2 separate regions of the Mus musculus genome follow, and region 1 is linked to region 2. A link is a contact called in public promoter capture Hi-C data. All regions are on one chromosome and are shown on one strand. The core of a region is the stretch at or near the end of the contact, and the rest is flanking DNA. Distances in the headings are between cores, read along the strand shown.

Region 1 (4,324 bases), core at 1,048-3,547, 340 kb after region 2:
GAGACTGAGAGAGTATGGCTGGCCAGAGAGGGTGAGCCTGTTACTCTAGAGAGACGTTCTCTGTGCATACCTGTCTTTTCTGAGAAGATGCTGACCCACCTCCCCAAATTTCACTGCCAGTGATCTTTCTGGGTGTCCTCAGTATGAAATTGTGCCCATTTAGGAGTCATCACAGACAACTTCCTGGCCCAGACCGAGAGAGTCCAGGCACATTGCATGGATACCCAACCACTCATGTAAACATGTTTGTTTCCATGGCTGAGAATAGACTTCAGAGCAAAGTCCATACACCCTAGCCAGAAATACCCAAGGTCTGATGCACAGATCACGGGAGCCAAGATAGGAAAATGGCTCCAGTGACTCATTTCACAGCCACAAAGGACCAGAGAAGTCACACTGAACTGGCACGGTTTCCCCCAGCACGTGGCTGTGTTTGGCATATTTTCTAAACTGAACTTTGCCCTCATTACATTTGCCTTGCCTATTATTCTCATGCCAAAAGTTGCGGTGCTTCCTCCTCCATCCTTGTAGATCTCTCTCTCTCTCTCTCTCTCTCTCTCTCTCTCTCTCTCTCTCACACACACACACACACATATACACACTCATACACACATATACACTCACACACATACACTCATATACACATACACACATATACACACTCACTCATACACACACACTCACTCATACACACACACATACACACTCACACACACACACACATATACACACTCATACACACACATATACACTCACACACATATACACATATACACACTCACACACATTCACTCATACACACACAACACACACACACACACACCGCCTCACAGATGCTATGGAAGGCCCTGCAGGAGCACATCCTGCATACTGTCAGCCTACACTAACTCAGCATACCCAATACAGTCTCTATTCCGAGCATAAGAGGCTAAAGCTTGCCCCAGGCCCCGTGTCTAAGATCCATAAGGGATGCCTGGCTAGAGGTTCCCCTGTCCCCACCCCTGGCCAGGCAGGCCCTGTTTGTTTATGGTACAAATAAATAATTATACACAAACACTATAAGCCCTTTCACCTCGGTGATTGCGTTGACTCTGACAGCACCCAGTGAATCAGACTGTCTGGCGTGGGTACTGCGGCCCTGAGCTGCTGACACACAGTCAAAGTCCCAGAGCTGGGAGCAGAGAGCAGGACCTAAACATTCCTCTCTGGTCCAATTCCAAATCACACACACACACACACACACACACACACACACACATCCTGACTGTGTAGTCACACATCTATATATGTGTATAGAGATTGGACACATGTACCCCAAGTACAAAGCTTATGAATCCAGAGTGGGCCTCACAGCCCCATAGCCAATGGCTCTATGCTTAAGCTCACGAGGTCTCTCTCGGGCCCATACCACCCAGAGCTCAGAACCTTCCAGGCAGGGGAGAGCCAGGTGAAGCCAAGAGCAAAGCCATTATTTTGGACTCCTGCAGAGAGAGGTACAGATGCTTTCATGACTCTTGCCTTCTCACAGGCTGGGCAGTGAGGGGTTCTTCGGGGACCCCTGAGCCTGGAGTGGGAAACCTGTTCTTGGCCACACCCGGCCCCACTTGTTAAGCAACGACCAATCAAGGTCTCTCTGTGTGTGGTGGTAGTGGTGTGTGCGTGTGTGTGAGAGTGTGTGTGAGTGTGTGTGCATGCGTGCGAGGTGCATTCATTCATGTGTGGTATATGTATGTGTGGTGTGTATGTGTGTGTATGTGGGTGTGTGGTGTGTATGTGTGTGTTTGTGGTGTATGTTTTATGTGTGTGTGAGAGAGAGTGTGTGTGCTTGGTATGGTGTGTGTGTGTGTGTATGCATGTGTTTATGGTGTGTGTGGTGTGTGCAGGGGTGTCATGGGGGGTGTACCACGGCATGCATGGGAAGATTCGGATGAAGTTTTGAACTCAGGCTTGGATATCATGAGCAAGCACCTCTTCCTTCTGAGTCACACTCCATCTTTTTTTAAAAACAGACCCTAGGAAGACCAGCAAGCTAGAAGCAGAATTAGGTCTGGATTCGGGTCTATTACTCTTATGTCCAGCATCCTTTGGGACCCTGAAATACCCACCCATTGCCCTGGTTCCAAAAGCGAAGATTCAACCTACCTCAGACCACAGGAGTCGCTGCTGTCCCGGGGCATCCCTTGGCTGGGATTCCTTGATCTGGGCATTGTTCCTTGTTATGTAGAAGTCCTTTGTGGGTCAGCTCCAGCACTTCCAGGGAGAAGAAGCTGCTGTTGCGTGCAACTGCTAACACTATTCAGAGGGACTCAGAACTCCTGGCTTATATATAGTATTGTTTCCCTGGAGCTGAGCTCACAGGTAGCCAACCAGAGAGGAGGGCTGGCCACCAGGTTGCTTCCCGCCCAGGTTGCTTCCCGCTCCTCTGGGCTGTGGCAGAGATAGGAAGCTCTCTACCCAGGAGAGAGAGAGAGAGGAGAAAAAACACACACAGTTTCAGTTGACAGCTTCCTTATTGTACCTGAACGAAACCAGCGCTTAGAAACCAGCTTCATGTCTGGCCCGCGTTATGAAATTGAAATCCAAGCTTTCTTGGCGCCTCCAAGACTAAAGACCAGCACCATATTTAAAAAAAAAAAAAAAAAAAAAAAAAAAAAGACTTCCAATTCCCAATAGCCAACTTCTTAGGGGCTTGCTGGGTTTGTTTTTTGAGTTTGGGTTTTATTTATTTGTTTGTTTGTTTGTTTTTTGTTTTTGTTTTGTTTTGAGACAAAGGCCTGACTATTCTCTGTCATTTTGTCCTACCCTGCCCCCCCCCCAAAAAAAAGCTCTGGGGGCTGAAGAGATGGCCCAGTGATTAAAAGCACTGGCTGCTCTTGCAGAGAACCTGGGTTCAGTTCCTAGCAGCCATGTGATGATTTAATTCCAGTTCAAGGGGATCTAATGCCCTCTTCTGACCTCTATGGACACTGTGCAGGTATACACATACATTTATGTAAGCAAAATGCTCATGCACACAAATAAATATTTGAAAATGTCCTTTACACACACGCACACACACAACACTTTGGCCAAATTTAATCATGTGCTTTTTTTTTTTTAGATTTATTTATTATATGTAAGTCCACTGTAGCTATCTTCAGACCCCCCTGAAGAGGGTGTCTTTCATTATGGTTGTGAGCCACCATGTGGTTGCTGGGATTTGAACTCAGGACCTCTGGAAGAGCAGTCAGTGCTCTTAACCACTGAGCTATCTCTCCAGCCCCAATCATACACTCTTTTAATCCCAATATGCTGGAGGGAGAGGCAGGCAGATCTCTGTGAGTTTAAAGTCACATAGCTACATAGCCAGTTTCAGACCAGTTAATGATATTGAGACCTTGTCCCTCTCTCTCCCCGAAAAAAAAAGGTTATGATAAAATTTCTGTAGTGTGCATTTTATCACATCAAAAAGAAGCCAATGGAGGGGCAGGTGTGGGGTCACTGTGCAGATGTGGGGTCACTGTGCAGGTGTGGGCTTATTGTACAGGTGTGGGGTCACTGTGCAGGTGTGAGGTCACTGTGCAGGTGTGGGGTCACTGTGCAGGTGTGAGGTCACTGTGCAGGTGTGAGGTCACTGTGCAGGTGTGAGGTCACTGTGCAGATGTGGGGTCATTGTTCAGGCATCTGCCTGAAACTGCCCAATCCCACCCCAGACATGCTTGTATTGTGTGCCAGCGCTCACAGGAGGGAAGCTTCTGTGCCTGCACCTCTCTCATCAATGCTCCTCCAAGACCAAATCTTAGTCTGCAGCCCTAGAGACAGAGCCAGGGGTCTGAGGAACAGGGCTAGCCACAGGGTGTGTGTGGAGCCCAGTACAAAATGATTACAAAGGACCCTTCTTGAAAAGATATTAAGGCAGTGGGGTGTGGTGGTGCACACTTATAATCCCAGCATGGCAGAAGTGGAGCCAGGAGCATCAGAAGTTCAAGGCCAGCCTCTGGTATATGCTAAGTTTGGGGCTGGCCTAAATTGCACAAGACCCTGTCTCAAAAATGAAAAAAAATTTTCAAGAAAAGCCTACAGCTGAGCCTAAACCAAGCTGAGCTCCTTCCCAGGGCAAGTCCCACATACCTGTCCAGGCCTGCCTAACAAAGGGTCTCTGGTAGGGACAGCTCCCAACCGATGCTATAAAGAGAGAGCGGGCAGAAGTGGGAGGAGGGGGAGACTGGGACTATTTTATGATATTTTTATTTAATATAAGATATAGGAGACAATGTGGGGCGTGGCTCAGGGCAGAGCACACCCTACTTAGTGTGAGGACCTGGATTCCAGCCCCAGTAACTGA
Region 2 (4,408 bases), core at 435-2,934:
AGGCGTTCCCGCAATAAAGCTGTTGAGAAGAATCAGACCGTGTTGCGTTTTCCTTGCCAGACGAGGTGGGTGCGACAGGGCCATGGTACCCCCCTCACACACTTGCTCTTGTTGCCAACTGTCTAAAGTAAGAGGGGTACCCAGTCACCGGTCCACAGAGATGCCAGGATGTTTATCTACTAATTACCTGCTGGCTCTCACCTCTGTTGTCTAAATTGAAACTCCATAGTTTAGTAATGTCTCATGGTAACCTAGGCTGGCCTTGAACATGGAATAAGCCTCCTGTTTTAGCTACACAAGTGTTGGAATGACAGATGTGAGTAGTCACGCCCACTCAATGTCCTGTCCTGTGCTGGTTTTTTGTTGTTGTTGTTGTTGTTGTTGTTTTTTTTAGACAGGGTTTCTCCGTATAGCCCTGGCTGTCCTGGAACTCGCTCTGTAGACCAGGCTGGCCTTGAACTCAGAAATCCTTCTGCCTCTGTCTCCTGAGTGCTGGGATTAAAGGCGTGTACCACCACTGCCTGGCCTCTCCTGTTTTTTGTTTGTTTTGCTTTGTTGTTGTTGCTGGTTGGTCGTTGGAAATTTTTGAGACTGTGTCTCAGGATATGGGACTATCTAGGACTATCTAGACTATCTCTGACTATCCTAGGACTTGATCTGTAGATCAGGCTGTGCTTGAACTCATAGAGATCTGCCTGCCTCTTCCTCTCAAGTGCTGAAATCAAAGGCTGCATGCACCACCATGCCTTTAAAGCCCAGTTTCCAGGTTGTTTTACCTGAGGCCTGGGGATTTGAACTTAGACCTTTAAACTTGAACGACAAATGTTTATTCGCTGAGCTATCTCCTAGGCTAAAGCCCTTGTCATATCTTATTTAGCTCCAGACTTCAGGGTTATAGAGGGTTTATTCTTTTATGTATACTTTACTGGATTGCCTTTTAGTACTTACACTAGCCATGCAGTTATCTAAAAAAATCTGGGTTTATATATGGGTTATTTCTTTGGCTTTTGAGACAATCTTATGTAGCCTCTCTTTATCCTGATCATCTTCCAATTTTTGAGTGCTGGGATTATTACAGGTGTGAGCCACTACATTCAGCGGAAAAACGAAATATTTTTTAAAAAGGAAATCTGCAATAAAAATGGAAACCAGAGGAGAAAGGCCGTGTGTTGGATACACTGACTGCTCCGTTGTGGTTTGGGAAAGGCTCTGGAGAATGAACTTTGGTATTCTTTATTACTGCGAGTGTTATTGCACTAGCTCAGGTCCTTGCTGACAGGATATTTCTCTAGCCTCCACTCTGGTCTCGGCGGTCATTGACTGGAAGACCAAGCCAAGACCCAGTCAAAACTTGCGGCCCTCGGGATGGAGCGGTGGTGCTGCTACGGCTGGTGGGAGGTGGAGGTCCCCGAAGGGTGACTAGGGGTGTAGAGGACAGGAAGCGGTTTTGCAGCTGGAATCAGCGGAAGGAACGTGACACACGGTCGGCCCCACCCTCTGGGAGGAAGAGAGGACCGGGGTCCCAGCTCCCTTCCCCTCCAAGTCGCCCCTCCAGGCTCTGCGCGGCCGCCGGCCACGCCCCTACCAGGCCACGCCCCCGAACTCTGGCGCTGGCCGCGGTGCTGAAACGCGTTTCGCAGAGCGGGCCGGGCGTGGCCTGTGAGGGCAAGCAGGAGGGGCGGGCAAAGCGGAGGCGCAGGCCCAGACCCTGGCCGACCTAGAGGAGGCGGCAGACTCGAGCCCATCCTGGTCAGAACGGGCACATTCATCTGGGAAGCATCTCTTGCGAAGACAAGGTTGACCTTGGCCTGCTGCACTCCCAACCTACTGGGGGGAATGTTTGCATGGCTCCCTGACCTCAGGCTGCTCCTCACACCAGGCTGAGGACTGACCCACGACTTCTGCTCCCTAGAGCTGTAGACCTGCACCCAGCCAGTGTCCCCGTCCTAGTCCAGCGGCCTTCGCCATGGTGAAGTTGCTGCCAGCCCAGGAGGCCGCCAAGATCTACCACACCAACTATGTGCGAAACTCGCGCGCTGTGGGAGTGATGTGGGGCACGCTCACTATCTGTTTCTCGGTGCTGGTCATGGCCCTCTTTATCCAGCCCTACTGGATAGGCGACAGTGTTAGCACACCACAGGCTGGTTACTTTGGCTTGTTCTCCTACTGCGTGGGCAACGTGCTGTCGTCGGAACTCATCTGCAAGGGGGGCCCTCTGGACTTCTCCTCCATCCCCTCCAGAGCCTTCAAGACTGCCATGTTCTTTGTGGCCTTGGCCATGTTCCTTATCATCGGCTCCATCATCTGCTTCAGCCTGTTCTTCGTCTGTAATACAGCCACGGTCTACAAGATTTGCGCCTGGATGCAGCTGGCTGCTGGTGAGCAGGGTTGCTGGGGTGTGGTGTGTGTGAGGGGGGATACTCAGGGTACAGCCATGGCTTTCCCATGAAGGGAAAGCTCTGAGCCTTCTCTTACTCAGTGTTCCACAAAAGATTCGGAATAGGGGCTCACACTATACTCAGAGTAGAGGCCAAGGCTATAGCAGACCAAATTATAGGTGGGAGCCATGAGACAAGAGGAGGGCTGTGAGTTCCAGGCCAGCCTGGGCTATATTGTGAGACCCTGTCTTGAGGAGAATCTGAGATTCTAAGAAAGAATGAGTCAGGGACTAGGAGATAGCTCAGCTGGTAAAGGTGCTTGCCACCAAGTCTGATAGCTTGAGTTCAGCATCCAGGACCCACATTCCATAAAGAACAGAGTCTGTCCAGTTGTTTATCTGATCTCCATGCGGCATGTGCCCATGAGCTCATACGTCACGTCACACACTCATGTACACACACAACTAAAAGTAAAAGAAAAGGGGGTATTCATAGGCAGAATGGATGCAGACTGTTGGGGTCCTCGCTGTAGAGCCCATGAGCCAGAGAGAAGTGACTTGGAGGGGGCACATAGCTCTGGGTGGATGCAGCCAGGTGTACCAACAACCAGAACACCGCACCACAGGCTTGCACACTCAGAGGGAAGAGGAAGGCTATTGCCACATGGCCTAGGATCCAACCCCAGGGCTATGGTGATGACTGTTCCCAGATCTCTGGCCTCACTCCCTGCCTCTTCCTCAGTTCCAACTGCTCTCGTGGAAGAGTCCGGGGTTTGGGGGTGCTGCTGTTACACTGTATCAGGTAGGCAGCTGCTTATGGGGTCCCAAGGCAAGGCATCTCCTGCCTGCTTTCCTGCTCCAGGCTCAGGTGGCCCTTTTGGTCCTTGGGACAGCTGATCTTGGTCTCCATTGGAGCTCAGGAAGAGACTGCCTAACACCTGTCAGCAGCCTTTGGTTTCTTAGTCCCTGACCTCCTACAGATGTCCATCAACAGCGGTGGGACTGGAGACAGGAGATCAACTGTCTAGACATCGTTGGGTAATGTAGCATTACCTTGGTGGGGGTCAGAGGGTGGTGACTAACAGGTGTCTGACTCTCAGGCAGGCAGAGCTGGAGGGGACCCCAGCTGTGGATGAGGAATTGGACTGACTGAGGGTAAGAGAATACCAGCTGGCAGATCAGAGCCTGGGACAATTAAGAGGTCCCTCCCACCCCCCCAAATTAGATGCAGTCCAAGAGCATTTTTATTGAGACCCATACTTTATAAGCATGATTCACAAAATATTTCATTTTCTGATGAAGCCTCATCACAACCCAGTAGTGAGGGTTCCTGCATTTGCAAAGTCCTGGTTCAGACGCTTTGGTGAGCAGTTAGCAAGCAAAGGCAGACCCGATTCTCAGTCTGACACCCCGGCCACTCACCTGGCCTGAGTTCCTCCCCAGAGGTCTGTTTCCAAGCCTTAGTGGGCAGGAGGGGACAACAGGCCATGATGATCATATCAGGAAGAGGCAGTGGAGATTGAGTCCAAAGAGTAGTGAGATGGCTGTGCTTGCCAGCTGTTCTTCCACCGCAGGGCTCGGGATGATGTGGAGACACACCATCCTTTCTTAGAGCTTTCTGCCCACCTCCAGCATCATCCAATAGGTGTGCTTGCTGAGCAGGCAATAGAAATGAGACCTGGGTGGAGGAACACCAGGCCATTTGAGCCAGACGCTATCTGGGTCACAGAGCCGGTAGCAGAGATGGCTAAGTGCCATCCCATGAAGCATTTATGTGGAGCAAAGAAAAAGGTGGTGCCATGTTCCACTCTGTGTCAGGGAGGAGAGGGCTGAACAGGTGTTTCTCATAGCCATCAACTGGGGGATTCATGTGTCAGCTCAAAAATTTCCACAAAGCCAGAGGATGGGGGTAGGAGAAGAGAACTGATGCCCCTGCAAAGGTGGCGGCACTCAGATGGAGCTCAGGGTGCAGGCTGAGCATGGGCTCAGTTGTTTTCCCTGAGTCTTGGTAACCTCCTGCCTTAGTGAGAC

What was found. Capture Hi-C pulls out chosen DNA fragments and counts their contacts.
Region 1: a promoter capture Hi-C map of adipose tissue shows a contact between it and region 2. The contact joins the promoter of Bnip5 here to the promoter of Lhfpl5 in region 2. A contact is called at or near these places in 3 of 39 promoter capture datasets (embryonic stem cells, hematopoietic stem and progenitor cells and hippocampal neurons), 1 of 484 Hi-C or Micro-C datasets (bone marrow-derived macrophages), 1 of 115 datasets of contacts at active chromatin or transcription factors (pancreatic cancer cells) and 1 of 9 other capture datasets (adipose tissue).

Annotation. Positions count from the first base shown.
Region 1 is chr17:28,913,027-28,917,350 of GRCm38.p6, forward strand. It overlaps Bnip5 (BCL2 interacting protein 5), which reads right to left and starts at 2,298. Exons shown (of 12, transcript NM_172450.3): 1 at 2,143-2,298. The coding sequence starts at 2,207.
Region 2 is chr17:28,574,035-28,578,442 of GRCm38.p6, forward strand. It overlaps Lhfpl5 (lipoma HMGIC fusion partner-like 5), which reads left to right and starts at 1,685. Exons shown (of 4, transcript NM_026571.2): 1 at 1,685-2,378. The coding sequence starts at 1,967.